Linked DNA regions of Zea mays: regions 1, 2 and 4 are each linked to region 3. The links are chromatin contacts, called in public Hi-C maps. All regions are on one chromosome and are shown on one strand. Each heading gives the region's core, a stretch centred on a gene start, on an enhancer-like site or on the middle of the called end of the contact. The rest is flanking DNA. Distances are from core to core; before and after follow the strand shown. Region 1 has its middle 7.8 kb from the start of LOC109944812. Region 2 has its middle 54 kb from the start of LOC109944812. Region 3 has its middle 99 kb from the start of LOC103650072. Region 4 holds the start of LOC111591128.

What was found. Hi-C and Micro-C count contacts between places; a contact is called where the count stands out from the background.
Region 1: a contact with region 3 is called in a Hi-C map of bundle sheath, with 4 times the contacts expected there. The contact joins two enhancer-like sites. A contact is called at or near these places in 5 of 25 Hi-C or Micro-C datasets (bundle sheath, ear, endosperm and 1 more).
Region 2: a contact with region 3 is called in a Hi-C map of endosperm, with 2.0 times the contacts expected there. The contact joins two enhancer-like sites. A contact is called at or near these places in 2 of 25 Hi-C or Micro-C datasets (ear and endosperm).
Region 4: a Hi-C map of leaf shows a contact between it and region 3, with 7 times the contacts expected there. The contact joins the promoter of LOC111591128 here to the enhancer-like site in region 3. A contact is called at or near these places in 9 of 25 Hi-C or Micro-C datasets (bundle sheath, ear, endosperm and 4 more) and 2 of 3 datasets of contacts at active chromatin or transcription factors (leaf and seedling).

The regions. Positions count from the first base shown.
Region 1 is chr3:50,793,654-50,796,353 of Zm-B73-REFERENCE-NAM-5.0, forward strand. No RefSeq gene overlaps it. Among protein-coding and RNA genes, the nearest start is that of LOC109944812, 7.8 kb to the left of the region's middle. Within about 2 kb of position 1,323, at least 19 of the 20 cell types and tissues checked have an H3K27ac peak or open chromatin away from gene starts, as enhancers often do. A contact at or near this core is called in bundle sheath, ear, endosperm and 1 more, where this site is marked.
Region 2 is chr3:50,732,350-50,735,049 of Zm-B73-REFERENCE-NAM-5.0, forward strand. No RefSeq gene overlaps it. Among protein-coding and RNA genes, the nearest start is that of LOC109944812, 54 kb to the right of the region's middle. Within about 2 kb of position 1,407, at least 17 of the 20 cell types and tissues checked have an H3K27ac peak or open chromatin away from gene starts, as enhancers often do. A contact at or near this core is called in ear and endosperm, where this site is marked.
Region 3 is chr3:50,943,048-50,945,747 of Zm-B73-REFERENCE-NAM-5.0, forward strand. No RefSeq gene overlaps it. Among protein-coding and RNA genes, the nearest start is that of LOC103650072, 99 kb to the right of the region's middle. Within about 2 kb of position 1,319, at least 19 of the 20 cell types and tissues checked have an H3K27ac peak or open chromatin away from gene starts, as enhancers often do. A contact at or near this core is called in bundle sheath, ear, endosperm and 4 more, where this site is marked.
Region 4 is chr3:51,082,305-51,085,011 of Zm-B73-REFERENCE-NAM-5.0, forward strand. LOC111591128 reads left to right here and starts at 1,288. Exons shown (of 1, transcript XM_023301969.1): 1 at 1,288-2,707. The coding sequence starts at 2,085. It overlaps LOC100037796 (protein kinase-like), which reads left to right and starts at 378. Exons shown (of 13, transcript NM_001112497.2): 1 at 378-1,089; 2 at 1,219-1,281. The coding sequence starts at 895.

The sequences.
Region 1 (2,700 bases), core at 73-2,572, 150 kb before region 3:
TATCTAATCCAGATTATAATTTATCGAAATAATATTCTATACATAGCTGTTTGGTTGCCTATGCCCTTGTTGCGTGTGATTTGGGAGGAGAAAAGAAGAATGTCAATTGGTGTAATTTTAACACCATAATTATGGGTAGTGGGTTTTTTTTGCCTAAAAATAATCTCAAATAATGTCCTCTTGAGAAGATTATGAGGCTATCATAATCCGGGGTATAGATTATATAATCTAGACATATAATTTGGTTGTTTGTTTACTAGCCACATTATTTATGTTGGGTTATTAATCTAGACAGATTATAATTCGGAACAAACGGGGTAACAATCATATCACTAATATTAATTTTAACTGTTAATTTTTAGTGGATGCAAACATATCCAAAATACTTGGTCAATTATCACGGCAGGCATGGGACCGGAGTAGCGGACAATGCAAGCTTAAAAAGCAGCTAAGGCCATGTGCTAGCTAGAGAGCGACGTCCATGCATTATTGATGATGGATCAACCTACACTACACACGGCTGGCCTGTATTCTGTGTACCAAACGAGAATCAGTGGATCGTCGATGAGTCATGAGTGCACGATCCCTCTCTCTCGTCACGTTGGTTCAATTAAGCAGCTACCAGCAGTCAACTGACTGCACACTCTAGTCCAAACACGGCCAGCCTTTTGTTCGTGCAAGGAAAGCGATCGACGACGGTGATCGGCCGGGGAACGAAGGTACGTGCAGGATATATGGCCCGGTAGTGCATGTGTCATGTGTGTGTGCCGAGATCGTGTGTGCATGTGTGGGTCCGGTCCGGTGGTTGCAAGGACATCGGTCGGTTGGTGCTGCACTGCACGCACGCGTCCCACGAGGACGAGGCCTGCACCTGCACGGTATGTTCGGTATTGAAGGCCTCCCCAGCCAAAACTCGGACCCGACCTGCAGGGAACGATGTGCACACACAGACACAGGACAGGACAACAGGACCCCAGTCCCCAGCAGAGTTGAAGCCAAATTCCGTGACAGGGTTCGGCGCCGTCCGATGCGCCGGTACATACGTCGACTTTTGAATATAACTTGCGAAACAATAATATCGGAAAGTGATCGATTATAATGGGCCGGGAGGAGGCTGGAGCGCCTGGCGGCCGGCGGGGTTCGTTCCAGCAATGCATAAACAGAATCGTCGATGTATCATGATGCAATGTGTGTGTGGCACGCGCGGCTGTCATTTTCACGTGAAACGTATAGTAACAATAATAATATATGATAACAATAATGGTCTGATGCTCCAGAGACAATAGTACGTGTTTAAATGCGTATGTCCCCACGCGGGCATGCACGTGCCCCCCGCTACCTGCAAATCAACGGCTACATGCCAATTGCCAGTCCAGACCAGACTTGGTGACTCCATCAACTTCCTCTATATTCATCCTCTATATCTAAGTTTTACAACCTCCTCTAAAAGATTCTCTCCTTTATATCTTCTTCCTCTCTAACAACATTCACTATATCTTGTACTTTATACATAAATACCTATAAGAGAGACATATTTTATTTTTACTTTTTATACATACGTATTTGTATAATACTCTCAAATGTTTTGTACGTATTTTAGTTTTGTTAAATCTATTGTTTAAAGTATTAAATGGATAGAGTAGAGGAGAGAGAAACTCCATATATAGAGAATCTACCAGCGTTCTCTAAATTTAAAGGACCTGTCGGTACCCTAGATTAGGGCAACCCCTTGCTACGGTATGAAGACACGATGTCTGTGCGGCTACCCTTAGCCGCGCGGAGAACAGCTCCAGGAGTATCTCGTGAGCGGTTGAGGTGGCATTATCGGAGACAACGCCATCGGGCCCAGAGGACACAGGACCCCTGTACGCACAACCCGGACCCCCGAAGTAAAGCAGCCCAGAGCCGTTGGATAGGGTTCGTACCCTACCAAGTGAGCTCCGGACCACCCATGACAAGGTCCCAGGAAAGGAAGTGTCGTGACCTAGGCATGGGTCCGGTATTGACGCGTGTCCAGACTCTATCCGGAGCACCTCCGCTCCCCACTCGGTCGAGGGTCTAATGCTGCCACATGGCTTATTGTCTGTGACGTAGGCCAGCGAGCGAAGCATGACGTAAGGGCTCTGGGCCGCGCGGCCCTCGCATTTATTGCGGAGAGGACACGCCGCCTGTCACCCTTCTGACAGGCGATGTGCCCCCACGGCATTTATTGCGTCCTATCCATTCCACTGGCAGGCGGCGCCAGGGCCACCCTGCAGACGGCGCACATGTCCAGTCCGTTGCCGGAACAGTGTGCCCGTGCTGCGCGGTGCACTGTACTCATCCCTTATACGAGAAGCTTCCCCCTGCACGCCGAGGCTATACAGATCTTGGGTGTCAGGGCGCAAGAAGATCGCTCCAGCAGCAAGTATTAGTAGCTACATCCGCCGTGTTCCTGGGCCCACATGTCGGGGCTCAATACTCTTGTACATGTCCCCCTTTAGCTATAAAAGGGGAGGCATGCGACGTTACAACACAAGCTCAATCTTTAGGCTTAGACCCAAGTCATCCAAGACAACTCAAGCTCTCAAGCAATATAACACACAGTGGAGTAGGGTATAACGCTCCGGTGGCCCAAACCACTCTAAACTCTTGCGTGTTCTTGTGTTCATTCCTTCATCTCGCAACAAGCAAAACTCTTAGGCCCCTCCTCATCTTAGG
Region 2 (2,700 bases), core at 157-2,656, 210 kb before region 3:
CCACTCGTTCCAAGCCACTTAATTAAAATCTCTAACCATCGCATGCATACTTTTATTTCACTTTTTAATCCGTGAAAAACAACAACACTTGCGCCCAACTACCGCATGCACTCGGCTCTAATCACGGATCGCATACCAGCACTGCAATTGCAGGTTCTTCTCCAACGAACAAGCAGATCCAATGTAATTAGAAGGACATGCCATTCGATTGTGTAGAGGAATCGAAGCCTGTTATGTACGACAGTTCGGCTAGGCCGGAGACCTACCGGATTGACGGAGAGTTGATACAGATCCAATCCCGCAGCAACGTCGAGGTAGAGCGTGCTGATAACGTGTTGAGAACTACGTTACCACAGATCACCAGATCCGCTCCCTTCCCTCCCGTCAGCAGTAGAGGCGCGAGAAGCTGTAGAGAACCCGTCCCCCTTTTCAGAAGCACGACAGAGTAACACACGAGACACATGATATAGGGTTGGGCCTCTGTCCTCTTTCTCTTCTCTGTATTATTAGGGGGGTACAGGTTCCTTATATAAAGATGTGAGACCCCTAGAGGGCAAAACAGTTATTTGCCCACATAACCCTAACTAGGGTTACTTAACACATACATGCCAGCCGCATGCAGGCACGCCGGTACATGAAATGCTATTTTGGTTTGTTTTTTCATTAATAACTATTAATTAAGAGATTTAATCACCAAACTAATTTTATATTTATGTTTTTAAATTTATACTATATAATATTTGAAAATTTATTTATGGACTCTTGTCTAATACACTCAGTACAAGCAATCAAATAAAGTCTATAATTAGTCTGCATGAGTTCATGTAAATTAACAACCAAACAAGTGTGTCTTGTATAAGTTTAACTCGGTGTTGTTTATCCTGGCTCGGCTCAGGCTAGCCTAGTACATCAACCAATCAGACCGTATAGTCCATCCAGCATCGATTATTTTGTATAGAGAAGAAATGGGTGGGGGGTGTTTGTGTGTTCGGGCTGATTGGTTATCTGGACGAGCGCACCCACGCTCGCCCGATCTAGACTGACCGAAAACGAGTATTTTTGGCGTATGAGTGGATACAACCAAAAGACCTCAAAATAATTTATTTTGCATCCACTCATGCAGCTCATGTTCAAGATATACAGACAATCAAATAAATGTTTAGATAAAGTCAATATACCCTGAATCGAATTTGGAGAAGAGGATCCGGAGTATGCCAGGCCATGCCAGCCTCGGCAATTGTCCTTTTAACGCACGCGCATGCGCTCACTTGTTACAAAGCCATTCTGGGCCGGACGTGCGCACGCTGGGCCGACAGACGCTGAGAGACTTCCTGGTGTCGGAGCGTGTAGACGCTATAGTTGGGACGAGGCTCGATGGAGTGGACGGAAAGCACGGCATCTGCCCAAGAATGAATACGGCCCGCTGGAGACACATACACAGATACACTTGGGCCCTGTCTGTCGGCCTCGGCTCTGCGGCCAGTCTCTTTCCCGGCCCATTTTACGGCCCAAAATTTACGTAGTAACCCACAGTTCCATCGAAAAAGATAATTCACGCCACTTCCTCCCTCCTACACGGAGCAAGATGGTTCACAGAAAAGCAAATTCTGCTACAAATAATTAACCGAGAAAAAGAATCACAATCTACGTTTTACCAAGGTGAATCCTTCCTTCATAATGCATATAATGTTTGTTCACAAGGACACGTGGACCACCACCAGTACTATTCAAATTAAATAGCGGGGGAAAGGGGGTTTGGGAGGCCGCCAATAGATTTCGTGTGTTCGAGTTTTTTTTTCTTTCTTTTTTTTTACTCAAATTTATGTAGTTTGTTCGAGATGCTCTAAGATAATCAATTATGTCAGCATGATTAAAAAAACAAAAGAGCTTTTGTCGAATAGTCACAGAAAAGAAATTACATAGACGTGACACTCAAACAAAAAAACCAATGAAATCTTTCGAAGACACGTGCATGTGTTGGCTATGCATAGCCTATTTGTAAAGTCTCCCATCCATATCTTTGTTACACTCCACTAGTCTATCAACAGGCATTGTGAGTAGCCTCTTCCGTGTGACTAGCCATATCGGTAATAAAGAGTTGATATTGAAAGTCAGTACAGCTAGCGTGCTCAAAAAATGTCTTATCAGACATCATTTTATATTTACTAGGATATCAGCCGACCTGCAATAAATTGAAGATAATGCTATTGTTTACTCTTGATAGATACGGCTTTGCAAAGCTATAAATATACGGTAACAACAGTAAGGTCTATAAGCATATATATGCATCGATATATATAGATACACTACCGAAAACAACTTTGCCGAGTGTCTAAAGCCTAAAAAACACTCAGCGAAAACTTTGCCGAGTGTGAAGCTCAGCGAACTATACATCGGCAACGACTTCTTTACCGGGTACTTTTTATCGGACACTCGGCAAAGTCACTCTGTACTCGGCAAAGAAAAGTCGCTGTGACGGCGACCGATAACGGCAACAAAACCTTTGCCGAGCGTACACTATACTGACACTCGGCAAAGAGTATCCCTTTGCCGAGCGTATTAGGTAACACTCAGCAAAGAGTTTTCCTCTTTGCCGAGTGTCCGCCGGACTAGCACTCGATAATGAGATCGCCACCAGGCCCCTTTGTCAGTTCCTTTGCCGAGAGCATTAGAAGGAACTCGGCAAAAGTTGCTTCTTTG
Region 3 (2,700 bases), core at 69-2,568:
TTCTCCGTGAAATTGAACATGTTTTGAACCATCATATTACACTATTTTCTTTGTATGAGTTTTGCCTTGCTGAAGTTTTCTCATCCAAAGTTTTTAATGAGCTAATATCAACTAAGCTATATGCTTCATCATTGAATTTTTCCCCACAGGAGTTTTTATGCATGATGATTACAAGCATATTTTCTTTTGGAGTTCGAGTGAGATTATTCTCATTATCCAAAAGACATTGTGTACTCCTTATTTTTCCCACAGGGTTTTTGAGGAGATGATATATTGGAAGACGGCTTGCAGATGATCAAATGGATTTGGGTTGATTAAGTGGGAGTGTTACAAAATATTGTACTGTGATCAAGTCCATCCACCCATCCATTGTGACAGTTATTATCCAAGGGTCACACTCCTTGGGAATCCTATATACATATGTATATAAGCACTACTCTCTCTGCAATAAACAACAGTTTTGTCATTTATCTCTCTTCCTCTACTCTCTTTACCACTGAGCACTGCAAAACTTTAACAAAAACAAGCTGTACATATGCATGCGTGGAGAGAGGAGCACAGCACAGTAGCAAGCATGCATGCATGTGAGACATGCGTCGATTCTGCACTTCTGTCGATGTCATTGAGAGGTATACTGTAGCTAGCTAGCGTGAATCACGATTCACAAACGAGTGAAACGAGGGAGAGAGCGGTGATGCAAGTATATGACATCAGTTGGACGACGTACACGTCCGGCGACGACGGTCACACACAACAATGAAACGCGCATATACATTTGCCATGACCGTGTCCGTGAGCGAAACGAGACGTGCATGCATGCAAGCAAGGTGTGCAGTTGCGCGCGCCTACGCCGCTACCAAAACCTATCCTTTGATTTGTCGAGAAGTTTGAGCCTCGCGTCGCTCGCGTCTGTCAGCTGGTCTGCAGGGGATAAACCTGATGATCGATATGCGTGCCCGCGAACGCGACGCAGGACGCCAGTTGTGATTCTCTGTTATTACTACTGATTTCCTGTGGACCGGGGGCGCCGCCATATCCATCGATATATCTCGGCGGGTCCCTATCGCCGGCCGGCGAGAAGCTTCTCCTGTCCATAAATGTATGCAGCCGAAGCAAGATCTTTTGCGGCTCGCCAAGGGACAGGAGCACAGGACAAGGCCACGACTCACGAGATCCGTTCCACCCGCACACGGTCGCACACGCACGGACACGGCCGGCGCCGTCGTCTCACCCAGCGCGCGGCCAGGGCCAAGACAGATGGATGGGCCTTTGGCCGCTCGCGCGCCCGGGGCCACCGTCGTCCGGTGCCGCGCGTCGTCTCCCCGTGCTGCGCTGTTGCACCGTCCCGTCCCCGTCGTCCGGTGCCGCGCGCGCGGTCTCCGTCTGCCATGCACCGGCTGGCAGCCCGGCACCGAACACGCGCGCGGCCAGGAGCGAGAGAGCCGAGCGAAGCGAGCGTCCCCATGCACGTGTCCCTCGCGGCAGGGACGGTATCAGCCGGACGCTTGTGTGGACCCTGCGGCTTTTGGATATTTGTGGCCACCAGCAGCAGCAACATCAGATCTCGCGCGCGGCCTTCGCTGCGGGAGGATGGAGTGCAGTGAGTAATTTCTTCATTCGTGGCGGTGGTTAGTCGCGGTCGCCACGTCGGCGTCGCGGAGCTGGAGGTCGGGGAGGGACCCCGACCCCGACCCGGACCCGGACCCGGCCTTTCCCTGTGCCCAGCCCGTCCACGTACATGATGTCACAAGCACGCCCACACGGTACTGCACCGTATTATTGGTCGGGTTCAGGCTCGCTCGCCCGCTGGCTGACGCTGATCACTGGTCAGGCAGGAGGGAGGGGACGAGGGAGGAGGGTGTGGGTGGCTTCTGGGGGCGGTGCGGCCCGGGGGAGGGAACGGAGACCGCCAATGATTGGAGCCGACCATGGTTACGAGCAAGAAACAGGCGGAGAGGCAAGCCGTCATGTACATGAAGGTGTAGGCCCGCCTGACTGATTCCATGCCGCCGCTACCTGCCATCCTTGCCATGTCCCTGCCGAGCGCGCTTGCCATCCTTGCGTGAATGGACAGACACCCCCGGCCGGGTTATACATCCTGTCGTGGTCCACTGGTCCTGGCCCGCCACGGCGACATGCATGCGAATAGCAGCGGCCGTTTTTTACGTCGCAACTCTCGTCAGTTTCTCCGTGCCGAGGGCCGCCCGCCCGCCCTGCAATGGCATCCCTATCTCGTTTTCCGAGATATGTTTGAAGAGCAAGCAGGATTATTATGAGCTGCAAACGTGGTGGGATCCGCCTAAAGCAACCATCAAGCATGAGTAGGAAGACTCATGAGGCAGCTCTACATATACGTCATTATTTGTCGTTCCATGTAATATCCATCTATATCGTTGGGTTAATATTAGAATGTGGTAGTTTTCTAGAAAAAGTTTTAAGTACGTATGTGTTTCTTGAAACGCTAGTAGTAGTTTAGTTTTAAAATTCTTAGCTGGGTGACGGTTGTGTTTGAAAAAAAGAAGAACAAACACAATAGGAATCCTCAAGATCCCCGTCGGCTAAATTAATTCTCGTCGGTTTATTCCACAACCAGCGGTGATTAAATTAGGAATAAAATTCTATGCACCGCTGACGCACGACGTCAATCTGCGGCACCGTTTCGATGCACGACACGCGTCCAAAATCAACAACTAATGATGC
Region 4 (2,707 bases), core at 38-2,537, 140 kb after region 3:
AACTTGAGCTCACAAATTTCATCTTATTTGGTCTATATATGGTGAAATTATGCCATTCTATATTTTCTGTTCGTTCAGTCAGTCGTTGTGAACTCTTTTCTAATCGCTCTCTTCATTAGCCGTGTTGTACCGAGACATATTAGATGGAGACATGGAGTAAACAACAATATCAGTTAGTCAAATAAAAAAAATATTATGCGAAGAGTGAAGACAATCAATAAAAAAATTTAAGATCTGTTTGGTGGATAGTTTACGGACAGTACGGGCAACCGACTAGTATGTATATCTGTGTCAAGAGTTTATAGCCACTCGGCCAAGCAATCTCGCTATTTCTCTCTGACTGCCTAGCGGAACTGGTGAATTTGATTCGCGTTATCAGCAATGAACATAGAGCTAGCTAAGAGGATCAAACTGAGGGGAGCGTTCATTGACCTGGCTGCTACGCGGAGGCCTGGTGGACGTAGCAGCAGCAAGGCCGCGTGGATTTGTCCCATTTGTTTTGTTTAATAGTAATATAATCGTGGACAGAGCAGAGGCTTTTGCGTGTGCGTTTACCAGTTGCCCATCCGGGTTACATCTCACGGAATCTGAGGCTGAGGCGACGGAGCGCAAGCAAGCAAGCAAGCGAAAGGGCAGGGCTGCCTGCCACACAAGAGACAAGGGAAGAGGAGAAGGGTAGACGAGTAGACGACTGTGATGAGGCTAGAAGAAGAGCAGGCAGGAGCTATAAGTACCCCGCCCCCTTCCACCCTCTCCTTCCACCTCCCTCCCTTGCTGCCTCATCCATTCCAGAGCTGCGAAGACAGACAGACAGAGAGAAAGAGGGATCGACGGAGCAAGGCGGGGCCGTGTCCGGTCACACACGAGCGAGCCCTCTCGGCCGCGCGTTTGTGAATGGTGAACGGCGAGCGGCGGGCGGACGCGGAGTGCACGCGGGCGTCGCTGCTGGGGAGGTATGAGATCGGGCGGACCCTCGGCGAGGGCAACTTCGGCAAGGTGAAGTACGCGCGCCACATCGCCAGCGGCGGCCACTTCGCCATCAAGATCCTCGACCGCAGCAAGATCCTCTCCCTCCGCATCGACGACCAGGTTGGGCATGCCACACACGTGTTTCGCCGCCGCGCGCTAGCCGTTTCAGATTCCAGTCCGGTCCGGTCCGCCGAGCATGCTGACGGCGGCTTCTTCGTCCATTTCGCTTTGCGCTGGCGCTGTTTGCAGATCAGGAGGGAGATCGGGACGCTCAAGCTGCTCAAGCACCCGAATGTCGTCCGCTTGCACGAGGTGCGTGGCACACCGAACTTGCTTCAAACCTCCCCTTTCGTATCGTTCCTTCATTTCTTCTTGGATTGGATCCTTCTCCTCCTCGCTCCTTCCAGCTCCAGCTGGACCAATTCCCCTTGTCTGCTGGACTGGTAAGATAGGATCCGATCCCGTATACTTCCATTCCATGACGCTAGAAAATGAACTTGCTGTGCTCCGTAAGGGATTATTAGGCTAGCTGTCCAGTTGTACTGTCCTGCAAGTAACGGACCATCTGGCTTTTACTTGGAACCAAAGGATTAGCGGTTTTTGCTTGCGCGGCCGGGATGAGACTCTTTCGTCACACACACACACAAACACAAAACAAAGGATCTCTTTTCTCTCTGCTAGCTCTCGTCGCTTGCTTCTCAACGCTGTTCACGCGGAAAACACCGGCGGGAGCTTTGGCTGACGTCCGGTCCTTCGATCCACGCCGCACGGCATCTCCGCCGGAGTTTTTACTCCGGCCGCTACCGGAATATGAGCCCCTGTCCTGGGCATAAAGCGGTTTCGCCTCGCCACGCCACATGCACCTGCAAGTAGAGAGAGAGGCCTGTCGAGACTCGAGAGTCTATAGTTCACGGGCTCTTCGCCTCTCGGGGTTCCAAAGCCAAAGGGGGAAAAAAAAAGGAAGGAAGAAGGCTCACGGGCTCCTGGAATTACGCTCAGGAAAAAAAATCGCGAGAAAACGATACGATTTTTCGCCAGGTTTTTTGTGAAATTGCTTGTAGTAATAATAACAAGGAAAAAAAAGTCATGTCCTTTGATTCTGTGACGAAAACCACATGCATTCCAAGCGAGACATCTCAGGCCACAGTTTCACACAGTCGCAGTGTGCCGGATACGAAAGCGATCCCATCCGGAGCGTCAGGTCCGTGACCGTCTCGTCTCCACTTGTACAAATGAAACCGACCACCGGCCGGGACGGTTCCCGTTTCGGCACAGTAGAGCAACACGGCACACGAAGGGGGCGGGCCCACCGCGCGCGGTACGCATGCCTCTTGGGCTACCCGTCGAGCCATGTGGCCGGCTTCCTGGTGGCCCCGCCACGTCGGCCTCACACGGTCCCGGTACATCTGGCCAGGCAGGTACTGCTGGAGTATTATGCATGCATCGTCGTGAGCTGGGTGCACCAAGTCACCCCACACCGCGTGGGCCTGCCCGCGACGCAACACTTGTCGCACGGGCCCCGCACACGTGTTCCGCGGGGCCCCCTTGGCTGCTCCTCTATCCTCCCCCCCGGGCCGCTGGCCGCGGCCACCAACTCTGTGCGCCTTGGTGTGACCGGTGGTCTCTGTGCTCCCAAGCTGAGCAGCAGCAATCGCCGTTCCGGAGGCCGGAGCACAGAGACGAGACCCGCCGAGCAGTTTGGGTTTTTTTTTTTTTTGATGATTTGGTGCACCTACCT